Linked DNA regions of Mus musculus: region 2 is linked to region 1. Evidence: chromatin contacts called from public Hi-C data. All regions are on one chromosome and are shown on one strand. The core of a region is the stretch at or near the end of the contact, and the rest is flanking DNA. Distances in the headings are between cores, read along the strand shown.

Region 1 (7,160 bases), core at 1,546-4,045:
ACATAGTATAAGGCCAGGAACCTCTAAAGACGCCGTTGAGTTCCTTTTCTGCTGTCCTCTGCTGCTGGGTACGCAGCCTGCCCTTAGGGTGGTTTGTTTCTCCAACGAGACTCCATTAGAGGAAAATAAGTTTTCATTTATAGTGGTTCAGTTGGAGACAGCTTCTGGGTTAGGGACATGTATCCACTTCTTTCAGGTCTAGAACCTCACTCTGCTACAGACTCACACGGGTCCTGAGCATGCTGCCTTTGTCTCGGTGGACACTGATTTGCACCAGTCTTGTTGACTTAATGGCCTTGCTTTCTTGGTGTCCTCCATACCCTCTGTCTCTTAGACTTCTTGCCTCCTCTTCCACAGGATTCCCTGAGCAGTAATAAATAAATAAATTGTATTATCTTGGACATTTACTTTGTTTCATACAAAAAAATTAACTCAAAGATGGATCAAAGCCCCAAGTATAAGACTTACAATGAGAAAAATCCATAAACCCCCAGGTTTAAACCTTCAAGTGCTTAGGCTTGGTAACTGAGTCATAGCTATAACACCAGAAGAAACCCAGATGCACTGGAATCCTTAAAAATTAAAGACTTTTGTGCATGAAAACAAAACAAAACAAAACAAAAAAACAAAGCCAAGACAGTGAAAAGATAATACAACAGGAGAAAATATTTACAGTCAAGTATCTAGTTAGGTCTAATGTAGAAAATGTGAAGAACTCTTGAACTCAATGAGTACATGATAACCTAATTTTATTTTATTTTAGTGTTAGTTTTTTTTTTAGATATTTTCTTTATTTACATTACAAATGTTATTCCCTTTCTTGGTTTCCCCTCTGAAACCTCCCTATCCTATCTCCCCTCCCCCTACTCACCAACCCACCCACTCCTGCTTCCCTGTCCTGGCATTCCCCTACACTGGGGCATGGAGCCTTCTCAGGACCAAGGGCCTCTCCTCCTATTGATACCCAACAAGGCCATCCTCTGCTACATATGCAGCTGGAGCCATTAACCTAATTTTAAAAATGAACAAAGAATCTTAGTCGACAACTTTTCTAAAGAACACAAACAAATATTCAACAAACACTTAGGAGATAATTGAGGTCACTTGATGACCCCCCCCCCCCCCAGTAAGTTAAATTTGAAATTTTCATTTGGCACAGCAAGTCTACTCTTAGGTATATATCCAGACGAATTCAGAGCAGTTATTCAAACAAAATACTTTGTCATAGTAGTGGATAAATATTCACCATAGCCAAGGAGGCTTCCTCAATATAAGCCGGTTGATGAAAAGATATGAACATATATTGTATTCAGACTGTGACATGTTATTTGGCCATAAGCTTCAATACATTTTTTTTAATTAAGAAAATTTTATGTGCATGATTGTTTGTGCATTGTGTATATGCATGGTACCCAGTAGCCATGGAGACCAGAAGAGGGTGTTAGATCTTTTATAACTGGAGTCCTAGGCAATTGTGAGCGAGCTGTCGTGTGGGGGCTTGGAACTGAATCCAGGTTCTCTGCATGAGCAGTAAGTGCTCTTAACTGCTGAGCCATCTCTCAGAGCCCAAGGTGCCACGAAATGTTGATCCATGTTGCAATATGCACAAAAGACCAGACACACCAGAGCAGACCAGTTAGTCTTCTTCAAGAAGCCACACATGTATGATTCCATTTATATGGAATGTCCCAAGCTAGCAAACCCATAAAGACTCAGATTAATGGTTGACAGTTTGCAGGAGGAGACCATTGGAGGTGAGTGAGTGCTGAATGGGTGTGGGGTTTCTGTGAGATGAGGAAACTTTCTGAAATGGGATGGCTATACAAAATTGCAGATGTACCTGATGATTTAAAATGGATAATCTGTGAATTCTAGGTTGGGTGTGTTTTAACACATTAATTTTTTTCATGAGTTCTTGTCTGGCATGGCATCACCCCTCTTATACAGGATGGCACACTGCAAAATCACATGACAGAGAAACACAGGAAATTTGGGTTCTAGAGAAAGTTTGCCATCTGACTCATCTCAAAGCTTTGGGAAGTAAACCGCACAGTCTCCATGGGTCTTGGTTTTCCTGGCTATAGAATGAAGACTCTAAATGAAATGAAAGTTGAATTCCTGCACAACTCTAAAATTCTTTTATTTGAGCTATAAATAACAATTTAGAATTCTGAATTCTATGCTTTATGTTGTTCCTGCTTCACTTATATTGATGAAATGAATGTTTCTAAATTTGGTTATATTCTGCACCAAGGAACCACTCACAAAAGCATACGAGGTATATAAACCTTACAATATAACTTATAACTAGGTAGTCAAAAAGTCCCCAAAGTAATTGGGGAATGGATTAGTATACTTGTAAGAAATATTTCCCTTTTTAATGCACAGTTTTTTTGATATTTAATATGTTAGGAATGTGAACTTTTAACTTGTCAAACTATTGTAACGTATTTGAAAATTATAGTAATTTGATTACAATGTTGCCTATAAGGCACAAGGTTTAGTTAATGGAATCCATATGTAATTAAAATGCAGAACTAAATGTAATCAGACTCCAGTGACTAGGGCTTTCATATTGATAGTTTTACAATGGCCTCTGGGGTTGAAAGTTTAAATGTTATAGAATATAATAGCGCTGTAGAAAACAAGCTGGCAATTTATTTGCGTTAATGTTACCAGCACAGCCACTTAATGGTATGTGACTCTGGCATCCTGAATTGTCTTCCTCTTAGTAGTATGATCTGTTGGCAGGTGGCAGATTCACATGGCTGCCACCACTGCAAGAACATTCTCCACAGCACTGTGGTATAGACACACCAAGATGAAGGTCCCTGCCCTGAGCCAAGCCACACTCTCTTTTAATAACAGAGCTGCTTAATTTGGGTGAATTCACTTGAATCATGTGAAAGTAATAGACACAACACTATGCACCAAGCCACAAAAAAGTTAAAAAATTTTTCCTGAACTTTAAAAAAAAAAAAAAGAATGATTTTCTCTGGACGAGCTTAAGAGTCGACATCCTGTGCTGGAGTTCTCTAATCATCACCAGCACAATTTACAATCAGAACACACAGAGAGCCAGTTCAGACCAGCTCATCTGTTGATCTTGGCAATGGCCCTTCATCTCACTGTGTACAGCTGCCACTTAAGAGTGGGGGGGGGGACTCAGCGGAGAGTTGGGGGCGGGCTGCGAGGCTGGTCAAGGCAGGAGCACACAGACCTGCTTCATCTCAGTGGTCTTTCGTATTTTACTGCCCTCCACCCCTTTTTTTTTTTTAAACTCAAAATTAAATACGGACCTCTCCTGAACCACTGCGCTCCAGGCATAAGAAATTGTAATGTCTGGCTTCCAGAAACTGTCCCGTCAAAATGTGCTTCTGATTAGGTGGCTTAATTACAGCTGTGAAAACAATGTTGATTTAGGCCGCAAGATTCCAGGGCATGTCAGCTGCTATTAGCTAACCTTGGACTGAATCCACCATTTTAAAACTCTGTGCCACTAAACTCACCCTGCCTGACAACTTTTTATTTAGGTGGAAAAGTTGCCAAAAGCAGTACATTTTAATCAACGTATTGTTCAACACACAATTTCATTTGTATCACCATTAATGACTCTATCAAGAACAAGGAAACTCCATTTGTTCAAACCAGTAAGTCCTGAGTAGTATTTTTGAGGGGCAACTGACACAAGAATTACTTTTAACTCCTTTAATTCAGTTTTATTTTAATTCTAGCATGTTGGTTTAACCACCCAACTTTATTACACCTAAATTTTCCTGACAGTTTCATTTGCTGTTAGGAAATAAAATTGCAATTTTTTTTTTCAGCATGGGAAATAATGGCTAGTTTTTAAAATGTTATGGTGGAAGCGTCCCTTGCCTGAAGCGTGTTCAGACCCAAACTCAGTTTACTTTTGGAAGGAAACGGACCTCATTAAATGGTTTTTTAATATTTTAATATCGCCTAAGTATTTTTCCATGGTGAGAAGGCTGATTAGACCTGTCTGTTTCCACCTGCAGGGGAGCTAGAGGTTGTAATTATTTGATGGCTCTGGTGCTCTGGCCTTTTCAATACAATTGATGCAGATACCGTGAATAGCTATGTATTTGAGGTCATTCCAATTTCTTTCACTATTGGACATGAAAACTTACTCTTATGTGACATGAATGACAATATCACAGAACAACAGTTGAAAAAAGTCAGTAATTAAAAGAAAGCAGTGCACTGAAGGCAGAAGCATGACAGGAAGTACAAAAGGCATTAAGTCTCATAATCATCTCATGAGAACTTTTCCTTGAAAATCCTTTTCAGTGAATGATGAGCGAGCTAACTCAGCATTTGTTCAAGTTGTAGTAGGAGTTCATACATAGGTAGTGTTTGGTAGAAGTGGATGAGCATATAGGTAATATGTGTGTTTTGAAAGAAAGTGTTGGACTCCTGATTCAAGACAGAGTTGAAATCAGTCGTCTTGTAAGTATCCAATAACAACCCAGAACATCTTCAAACTACCAGATTTTTTTGGAGGCATGCTCTACATCTGTCTTTAGTTCATCTATCATTTGAGTTAATCTTCATGTCAAACTTATAAAGTAAATTTATAAAACTTGTAAAAGAAATTTATAAAACTTACAAAGGAAAAAGAGAGGGTATACAATATGCCCAAGATGACAGAGTCTAGGCCAGAGCTACTGACCATTTGCATACAACCCATACCCTAAAGATATGACTAGATATTCTTTCTGAAAAAAAATTCAGGAGATGCAACAGAGAGAAAACATCAGGCACGACAAGGTCACATTGTCATTTAAGGGACAAGTGCATTTAAATCTGAATAAAAGTTTTATAGCTTTCCGTGTCTAAAAACCCCCCAGCTAATTTCCCCCCTTTCAGCATGAAGCGGCTGTGTATAGAGCCTGGCACATTCTCTAGCCCTGCAGTTATGATCTTTTACCTAGAACAAAAGGGCTTCCTCCTTCTCTTTTGAAGCTGCTTTTATGCAAGAGGAATTCAAGGTGTATCCTTCCATGTTAGGCTGGTTTGAAGTTTCAAATTTCTTGCGTTTGTTCTTATGGTTCTGTGTTCTCGGAGAAATTGCGAAGAAATAGCTGTCTTCGTTTTTGCAGAACTTTGGCTTAGGGCATCCTTTGATAGAAGCTGAACGCGGCTCATTCTTTTGGTTATCCCTTTATTCTCAGTGTTTGCCTGACACAGATGAGAACGATGCCCCCACTAAGATAAAGGGCAGTGAAGGTTGGGGTCTTCAGTCCATCATTTAGTTCTTTGGAATTCTAGTTGAAAATAATGGATTTGGTGGAAAATGTGCCATATAGATTGTATGCAGTATAGATTTATTTTCCTCACAATAAAAATGATTATTTCAATATAGCTCTGCTAAACCTTTCTGGTGTCTTGGGATTCACTTTGAAAAGGTGTCTTATTAAGTAACACTGGGTATGATAGATTGTTCTGATTAAAATTATGCATATCTTTATTGGTTTTGACTTTTCTTGGTAATATGACATTTTTTCTTTAAGCAAGTATAAGAATAAAAGTGTTTTGAAGGATAAGTATATTTCTTCCTATGTAGGTATCTTACTCAATTTTTTTGTGGTTGTATAATACTTTTGCTCTGTAGTAATCTTTTTTTTTTTTTTAAATACCATGGTTTCACATATTTATGTTTTCTGGACTTTTTTTTTCAAAATCCTCAAATTCTTTAAAATATTCTATTTTTCCTAGCAGGTTAAAATGTAATATACACACAGAGTAACTTATTATATTATTTTCTGATATGGGATTATGGATGCTTTTACTTTTCAGAGTAGGATATTTGAAACGGGGTTATTGGAACAGGAACCGTTTATGACGGTTTCCTCTCTTTAGCATCACTGCAGAGTGCTGCCTTTTGACAGTACTTCAGAAGAGTTCAACTGGTCACCATGCCAGTACTTACTGCTTGGTCCAATGCTTCTCGATTGTGGTGTGATCTAATCGTCTATACAATTTCACCTGTTTCATTCTTACATTTGGTCAGCACTCACAATGTCCCATTGGATAGACAGGAAGCATAGGAAGACCACTGCCCCCCAGTCCCCTCCAGCTCATCTGGGACCCTGTCATACCTTCCTCCGAACTGCATGCTCTCCGTTTGTAATTCCTCCTTTCAAAGCAAGTGTTAAGACAGAAATTTGTGCTAAGTTTAGTTGGATTAACTAGTCATCAAAATTCAAGGCCTCTGAGAGCAGTAGTAGGCAGCAGTAACCCCAAACACTCCCTCTAAGTGCATATTTAGAAATAAAATGTACAGATGTTCTTAAAATCCTATTTTTAAAGCATAACACACAACATTATCAGTTACAGTGTTTGTTACATGATCAATATATTAATTAGTTTTATGAAGTTTATATAAGCTTGTTTCTACTCTTTGGGTAGATGTGCTCGTGTGTGTTTGTGTTTGTGTGTGTGTGCGTGTTTGTAAGTATGTATGTGTGTGTGTGGTTGAGCATATGTTTTTGTGTGTGAGAGTGCATGTATACATGTTGCATATGTGTGGGGGCCCAGAGGTCAGACTGGGAGGTGTTCTTCAAAACAGTTGTCTACCTTACCTTTTGAGCAGGATCTCTCACTGGAACCAAGGCCTTGCAGAGTAGGTCTAAGCTGGCTGTCCAGTGTGTGTCAGGATCCTGCCGTCTCTGCCTCCCTGGTCCTGGAATTACAAGTGTACATCACCAGGCTTGGCTTCTTATGTGAGTTCTTAGAGTTGAACTTGGATCTTAATGCTTATGTGGCAAACACCTTACAAACTGAGGTATCCCTTTAAATCTAAATAAAAGCATGTTTTTTTAAAAATTTTATTAAATTATCATTTTAAAAGAAAGTTTGGGTCAGAGAAATGGTTCCTGGAAGCACTTGTAGGCTGACCTGATAGTTTGAGTTTTGTTCCTGGATCTCACCAGGTGGCAGGAGAAAACTCATTTCTGAGAGTTGGCCTCTGATGTCCACAAGTGTCATTGCATGTGTAGGCCTTGGTGTGAATACATTTTCTCTCTCTCTCTCTCTCTCTCTCTCTCTCTCTCTCTCTCTCTCTCTCTCTCACACACACACACACACATAGATAATATAAACATATATTCTTAGAGAGTTTACCTGGTCCTCACTGA
Region 2 (7,160 bases), core at 3,090-5,589, 170 kb after region 1:
CAACCTTGCATTTGACAAGTAAACATTAGAACCTAGTGGGTTTTATTTCTTATTTTCTACGTGCTAAAACCTGTTAACTAATCCCTATTTTCTTGAATTCTTGATTGAAAAAGGACTGCTGTATGCCCGAGACGCTTCACAAGTCACCAGTTAATATGTAAATGTGTGGGACAGATTTGTGTGTGTGTGTGTGTGTGTGTGTGTGTGTGCGTGTGTGTGTGTGTGTGTGTGTGTGTTGCAGAATAAGCAGATATAAATGAAGATTCCTGGAACAGGAATGACCCAAATCAGACTGCTCCAGGGAGTTGAGATCATGTGTATGAATATACTCAGCATAAATATATCCCCATTCAAAAGACATGAGGTGTATATGTTGTTACAGGTTAATTGACTTTGAGACAAACAATTTTGCTGACATAAATTTCACCAACAATAGCAGAATGCCTCTTGACTGTCCTGTGCACACAGGAAGGAGAACTGTTGGCATTAGGTATTCCGAATGTTATTTAGACCTTTTCTTCATTGTAGATGGTCAGGCCCCACTGTGTCCCCTTTGAGACTGTTGGTCTTCACAGGGCTTTGGTAGGAATCCCTCACCAGGTTATCTGAGATTTCCTGGTTCTATGGGAGGCTGCTGGAACACGAAGGGGGTGGGGCTGAGATGAATACTGTAAACTTTGGTGGATACAGCAAAAAGACTGTTAGCCATGAATTTTGTCTAGATCACAGTGTTCACAATTCGTTTGCTGTGCTTTGTGCTGACGGAAGAATTCACCGGAAGGGCTGGAGCAAGTGATAGTTACAAGGACTGGCCCCATTGAATCCAAGGCTGTGAGGGACACCAGTATAATGCTTCATCTTGCAGCTGTGACATGCTTAAACACCCTAGGAAGGATAGGACTATGTTAAAGTCTCAGAGCAAGGTCGAGGCACAACTAAGACAGCTAAGCTTCAAGTCTGAGCAGTAGGATCCCTTTTGGTTTAATGCGTTATTGCAGAGTTTGATGATTAATGGGACAAGAATATGTTTTGTTTCTACTTCTTCAAAAGAATAGTTTACATAAATTTAAATATTTTACGTGCCATTATTTGAAACGATCAAAGAGTCCAATTAAGAATCACGTTAATCTCTCGAGACTAAGACACGGAATAGGTGTCTTCCTCTATTTCTCATTTTCATACTTTTCAGATGGGGAGAAAAGAGGGCGTGGTTAAAGGTGATGCTTCTCTCTGTGCTCCACTTGAGGGTCTGTAGAGTTACAGGGAGAACTGCTTTTCTGAGTCAGACATCTCAGAAGCTGCTGTTAGATCTCACTTATCCTCAATGCTGAGCCAGGCAGCCTGGTCAAGAAAAGTTGGATTTTATCTTCCTCTCATGTTTCCACTGATGCTCCCACTGTGCTATCCTCAGCCTCTTCATTCTCTGTAAGTAGGATAACAATGTTGCCTTCACCCTAGATCATTGCCATTGAGATACACCTGGCCTCCAACTCTATAGCAGTCCCGTGCCTCAGCTCAGACAACAGGGCTCTCCATAGGTTCAATTTAAAAGTCTACACCAATGAGAGAGGTAGAGATGTGTTAATCCCTTAATGCAATGCTACAACTTACCTAACATGCACATGGCTTTAAACCTGACTCCTTCTTTATCGTAAGCTTAATTCTTTGAATTCAATGAGCTATAGAAGACATAGCAAAAAGGATAAGATCCAAGATACCCTAGATTAATGACAATAATAACAACTTAGAATATGTTTTCATCTTGGGGCAGGAGATGCAGCAGTCATGTGGGTGAGCAGCTAGAAAGAGTCTGAACCATGTGGGGTCTAGCCAGTGTTAGGGCTCCTTTGCCAATAGCAAGCAACAGTGGCTAGGGGAAGGAGAGACTCTAAACGTTGGGCAAAAGCTACACACAGGTAACTTTAAGATTATGCACTCTGGTTGGACAATTTCTTCGAACTATAAGTTCTAAAGCAATAGAGTTCTAGGAGCAAGAAGTGAACACTGGCATTCAGAGCTGGATGAAGTTCTGGATGAATCCTTCCTTCTTGCCTTTGGTCAGTGGTAGGTATTCTCCAGTTGTGGAAAGAATGATGCTAATTACAAAAACTTGTTCATGGCTCTGCTGCCTCCTGTGGGACTCATGGTAGCTAAGTCTCCAGGATCTGCCTGTCCTCAATTCCCAGTGTGGTTTTTCATATAAATGTTAAAAATCTGAACTCTGGTCTTCATGTTTGTATAGCGAGCAATTTACTCCTGAGCCACTTACCCAATCTGAAGCCATTTTTAAAAATATTTTTATTTTGTTGATTTTATAATGTAATTACATAATTCTCCCCTCCCTTTTCTCCCTCCAAGCCCTCACAGGCACCCGACTTGCTCTTTATCAAATTCATGGTCACTTTTCCTGTAATTGTTGTTCTATAGATACATATCATACATATTTCCAAATACATAAACACACCCCTCCTCAATAAATCCATTTTTAATTGACAAGTTTTAAAAGTATTTCAAAATGGTCTGGTCAGTGGTCAGCCATTACTCTAGTCTCTGCTCCATCTTTGTCCCTGCGTTTCTTTTAAACAGGATCAATTTGGGATCAAAAGTTTTGTAGGTGGATTGGGGTTCCCATCCCTCTGCTGGAGGTCCTGTCTGGCTACTGGAGGTGGTGGCCTCAGGTTCCCCACTGCTGGGCATTTTCGCTAAGGTTGCCTGCATTGGTTCCTGGAAGCCTCCCTCATCCTGGATCTCTGGAACTTTCTAGAGTTCTCCCCCCCACACTCCCTCCCCCCGAACTCCATACCCCCACCTCCATCAGTGGCATATTTCCACTGATTCTCCTGGCCCTCTGGGACTCTTTCCTGGTTTTCTCCCTACCTGATCCTCCCCCAATTCCTATCACTCTCCCCTCTCCCACCTAAGTCCCTCCTTCCCTCTGCTTCTCATGGGTATTCTGAACTGTTTTGGCTAATATCCACTTATCATTGAGTACATAACAGCATGTTCTTTTGTGTCTAGGTTATCTCACTCTGGATGATATTTTCTAGTTCCATCCATTTGCCTGCAATATTCATGATGTCCTTGTTTTTAACAACTGAATAGTGTTCCAGATTGTGTAAATAGAATTGTGTCAATGTACCACACCTTCTGTATCTATTCTTCAGTTGAGGGACATCTGGGTTGCTATTAAAAAATAAAGCTGCTATAAACATAGTGGAGCATGTGTCCTTGGGGTTTGTGGAACACCTTTTGAGTATATTCCCAGGAGTGGTATAGCTGGGTCTTTAGGTAGACCCATCCCATAGGCAGACACCAATCCCTCACACTATTAATGACGTTATGTTATGCTTGCAGACAGAAGCCTAGCACAGTTGGCCTCTGAGGGGCTCTACCCAACAGCTGACAGAGACAGATGCAGATACCCACAGACAAACATTGGACAGAGGTAAGGGACTCCTTTGAAAGAGTTAGGGGAAAGATTGAAGGCTCTCAAGGAGATGGCAACCCCACAGGAAGACCAACAGTATCACCTTACTTGGACCTTTGGGAACTCCCAGGGACTGAGCCACCAACCAAATGGCATACACAGGCTGGTCTGAGGCCCCCAGCATATATGTGACAGACGACTACCACGGCCGCCGTGGAAGAGGACGCATCTAATTCTGTAGAGACTTGATGCCCCAGGGTGGGGAAATACAGGGCAGGGAGAGTGAGGGCTGCCCTCTCAGAGGCAAAGGGGAGAGGGGGCATGGGGGAGGTACTTTACGATGAGGGGCCGGGAGGGGGCAGCTTTTGGGATGCAAATAAATAAATTATTTCAAGATACTTCATCTCATCGGACCCAGAATCTCCTTAAAGACACTGATATAGATATACATTAAAATGATGTCATTTCCTTTCGTCATCCACACGCATACTTCCTTAACCCAGTCCTTTTCCATAATGTAAATCAGAAAGATGATACAGTAATGGTTCATAGAGACATCGTCTTCTGAAGTGTTGTGTCTGGCCAGTTGGTGGAGGCTGAGCTCTGACTCCTTTCTGGTTCTGGAACATATAAGGTTATAGTAAGGAACAGAGAGAATGGGCCTCTGCTTTAAGGGAATTGCCTTGGATGCGTTTCAAACAACCAGTCTCAGCAGCAGGCAGGTGTTGCTTCTGCTGGGACACGGAGCTCCACTGAACCTTAAATCTTCTCAAATGGGAATGTTTTTAATGTCCCCTCCATTCTAGATAGACACTCCAACTTTCAGATAGAAGAGAATTAAAGCCGTTTTGCTATTTAGCAGGATCAGATCCTGTTTCTGGCTTTTTAGCTACTTCAGCTAAAAAGGATAAGATCCCCCCAAGAGATAAGACGTTCTTTCCGAGACTCTGGACAGTATCTCACCTCTGAACATGCCTGGAGCCAGGAATTTAAAGCTCGGAGCACTTCTTTCTCTTTTAACTCCCCATAAAACTGGGGGCTTAACATGGTGACCTTTGGTCTTGAAAAAAAGGGAAGTGAAGGCCTCCCTGAGCATGCTTGCCAGAGGGGCTCACAGAGACAGGAGAGCAGCAGCCAGGCCTCATGGGCCAGCATCCGCTGGAGGAGCTGAGAGCTTTGAGGGGCATCCTAGCCCTAACTTCTCCTACAGCAAGGCCCACTATGAACAGTTCCAAAGGAACTGAATGAGCTAATCTTCAGGATATGCATGCACAGAAAGTCCTTACAAATCAGGAGAATTCACATAAAACCTCTTTTTTTTTTGCCCTTTATTAGAAAGTTTAATAATTTGAGCTGACAGAACTAGATAGTGGCAATCTTAAAGTGCCGTGTAACAGTCACCCACTTATGTGGTCCTCTGCTTCCCGATCTACCCCAACACTGGACATGCCTAACTGTTTTCCACCACTTTCTGGCTATCCACTGTTGGCCTTGACCACCACCACCACTACCCATACACACACACACACACACACACACACACACACACACACACACTCTAATCCTTTACTCAACCTTTGTCAGGGCCAAAGCCCAGTAGAAAGTGAGAATGACTGGAGTAACTGCCTCTCAAAGAGAGACCTCTGGATCCCCGACCCCAGCCAGCCAAGTCTTCCCCATGCATTCCAAGCTGTATCGCCATGTAAGCAATTTGATAATTAACAAAAGAACAAGGCAACCAACTACTCTAAGACAAAAGCCTTGCAAGCCTTTAGGCTAGACCAGGCACTGACTTCCCCGGGGAAGGTACCATATAGTCTGCCATAAATTACTTCATGATCCAATAGCCCAGAGTCCTCTAGCTCAGGCCTTCCTATAGCTTCTTCCCACCACAAAACTCATTTTTATTTTATTTGTTTGCTTGTTCGTTTGCTTGTTTGGTTGGGTGGTTGCTTGGTTTGACCCAGATAAAAACTAAAGGAAAGACTTAAATGTTGTCCTCCAAGATAACAAATACATCATTGTAGTAACTGATTGATTCAGATTACAGCCTCAAGTCCTCTGCTCTTCTCCCCTTAAAGGGCAGGGAGAAGGATTGCTTCTCGTGAGTGTTGGCCAAAAATGTTACTTCCTTTCTGAAACAGGGTGTTGAGAATTATAGGTGAGACTCTCAGGTCCAGGGCATTGGAGGCTCTACGGCCTCATCTTGGCTTTTCCCTTGGACTGACCACCTTAGTGGAAGTCACACACTGTGTTCTGAGGACACCCAAACAGTGCGTGAAGAACTGAGGTCTCCTGCCAAAAGCCAGCTTCATGCCAGCAGTTCATCTTGGAAGTGGATCTTCTGGTGCAAGTGAAGTTTTGGCTAGCAACAGCCCTGGCCCGGGAATAATATTAGCTAAAACTCATGAAAAGCCCTAAACAAAAAAATCTTTCCAAATTCCTGACCCTCACAAAATCTGTGAGATGATACACACTCATTGCTGATTAAAGCGGCTGAACCTTGGGCTAATTTATTATATAGCTATGTTACTACGGTTGTTAGAGTTGGTCCTGAGAGATTGCTACTACCTGGGACCTGAGAGACCTAACAGCATAGGCTCAACTCCCTGTCCTACTCTGCTAAGTAAAGAGAGAATTGACACTGGAAAGGTTTGCTTAAGGTGGCCACAATGGAGACAGAGCAATAAAGAGGTATAGTGAACACTAAATTCATCTTCCCAGTGCAGGCATGAAGCTTGGGTTTAAATCAAGCAAAAGGTCCATGTGTAATTCAGTAGCCCTGGCCAAGGTGTGGTCCTGCCCACCACTGTCCCATTGTCTCGCTACAGTCTCTCCTGCAAGGTGCCCTGACAGCTTGTCAGAACTGTATTGCGGGGGGTGGGGGGGATCTTCCTCTATCTGGTTCAAGTCCCTCCCCTGGTTTGCACCAGGATTCAGTTCCCCCCTTCCTCCAGAACCATGAGACTCTTCAGAAGAGTCTAATTCCGCGGGTGCCCTGTTGACCAAAGGGAAGGTCTCTTTGTTCGTGTCAGGACTATTGCAGTGACCAGGAGACAATACTGCCTTTCACTCTTCCCAAGCTACCACTCAGGCCAGTCAGGAGAGTGGCGAGACAGGAGAGGGGACAGTCTGACTGAGTGGTGAAGATGCTTGGTGAATATGATGGCCCCACTGTGTGATCTGGCTGTAGACCAGCAGGCATTATAAAGCAATCTCTTTACATTTTCTCCCCAGCAGTCTTCAGAGCAGCTAGAGCACACCTTGTCTCTTCTCAACTAGAGGATGAAAACTGCAGGCAGTTTCAACTGCATCTTCAATAATGGCGGGATTAGAACTGTGTCCCTCTGATTCCCAGTCTGGGTTACAGCCATGTCTCCGTAAAGTGATGCCATTTCCATTACAGGATTCAGTAAAATTCCACTCGGCATATTTAATGGTAAGAGATAGCATTTACAATGTACTTGGTATGTGGTAAAGTACACACTAGCTGGGAGCTATTACTGTGACTATGCCTGCCATATGCCAAGTCCCTCTCTTCCAGTGACCTCAGGCTGGAGAGAAGAGTACGTTCTGCTGAGAAATTTGCTTTGAAGAATTTCTCAAAAAGTCTAGCTGCTCTGATAAAAGAAAGAAAAGAAGGAAGGAAGGAAGAAAAGAAGGAAGGAGGGAGGGAAGGAAGAGGTGGGGGAATAAAGAAATAGGGAAGGAGAGAGGGAGGGAGGGAGGGAGG

The links. Hi-C and Micro-C count contacts between places; a contact is called where the count stands out from the background.
Region 2: a Hi-C map of uterus shows a contact between it and region 1, with 2.9 times the contacts expected there. The contact joins two enhancer-like sites. A contact is called at or near these places in 2 of 484 Hi-C or Micro-C datasets (nephron progenitors and uterus).

What each region holds. Positions count from the first base shown.
Region 1 is chr4:83,828,301-83,835,460 of GRCm38.p6, forward strand. All of the region lies in intron 25 of Ccdc171 (coiled-coil domain containing 171), which reads left to right. Gm42309 (a long non-coding RNA gene) reads right to left here. Exons shown (of 4, transcript XR_881387.2): 2 at 6,606-6,706; 3 at 227-363. Among named protein-coding and RNA genes, the nearest start is that of Gm42309, 10 kb to the right of the region's middle. Within about 2 kb of position 2,796, at least 55 of the 459 cell types and tissues checked have an H3K27ac peak or open chromatin away from gene starts, as enhancers often do. A contact at or near this core is called in uterus, where this site is marked.
Region 2 is chr4:83,992,767-83,999,926 of GRCm38.p6, forward strand. No RefSeq gene overlaps it. Among named protein-coding and RNA genes, the nearest start is that of 6030471H07Rik, 49 kb to the right of the region's middle. Within about 2 kb of position 4,340, at least 6 of the 459 cell types and tissues checked have an H3K27ac peak or open chromatin away from gene starts, as enhancers often do. A contact at or near this core is called in uterus, where this site is marked.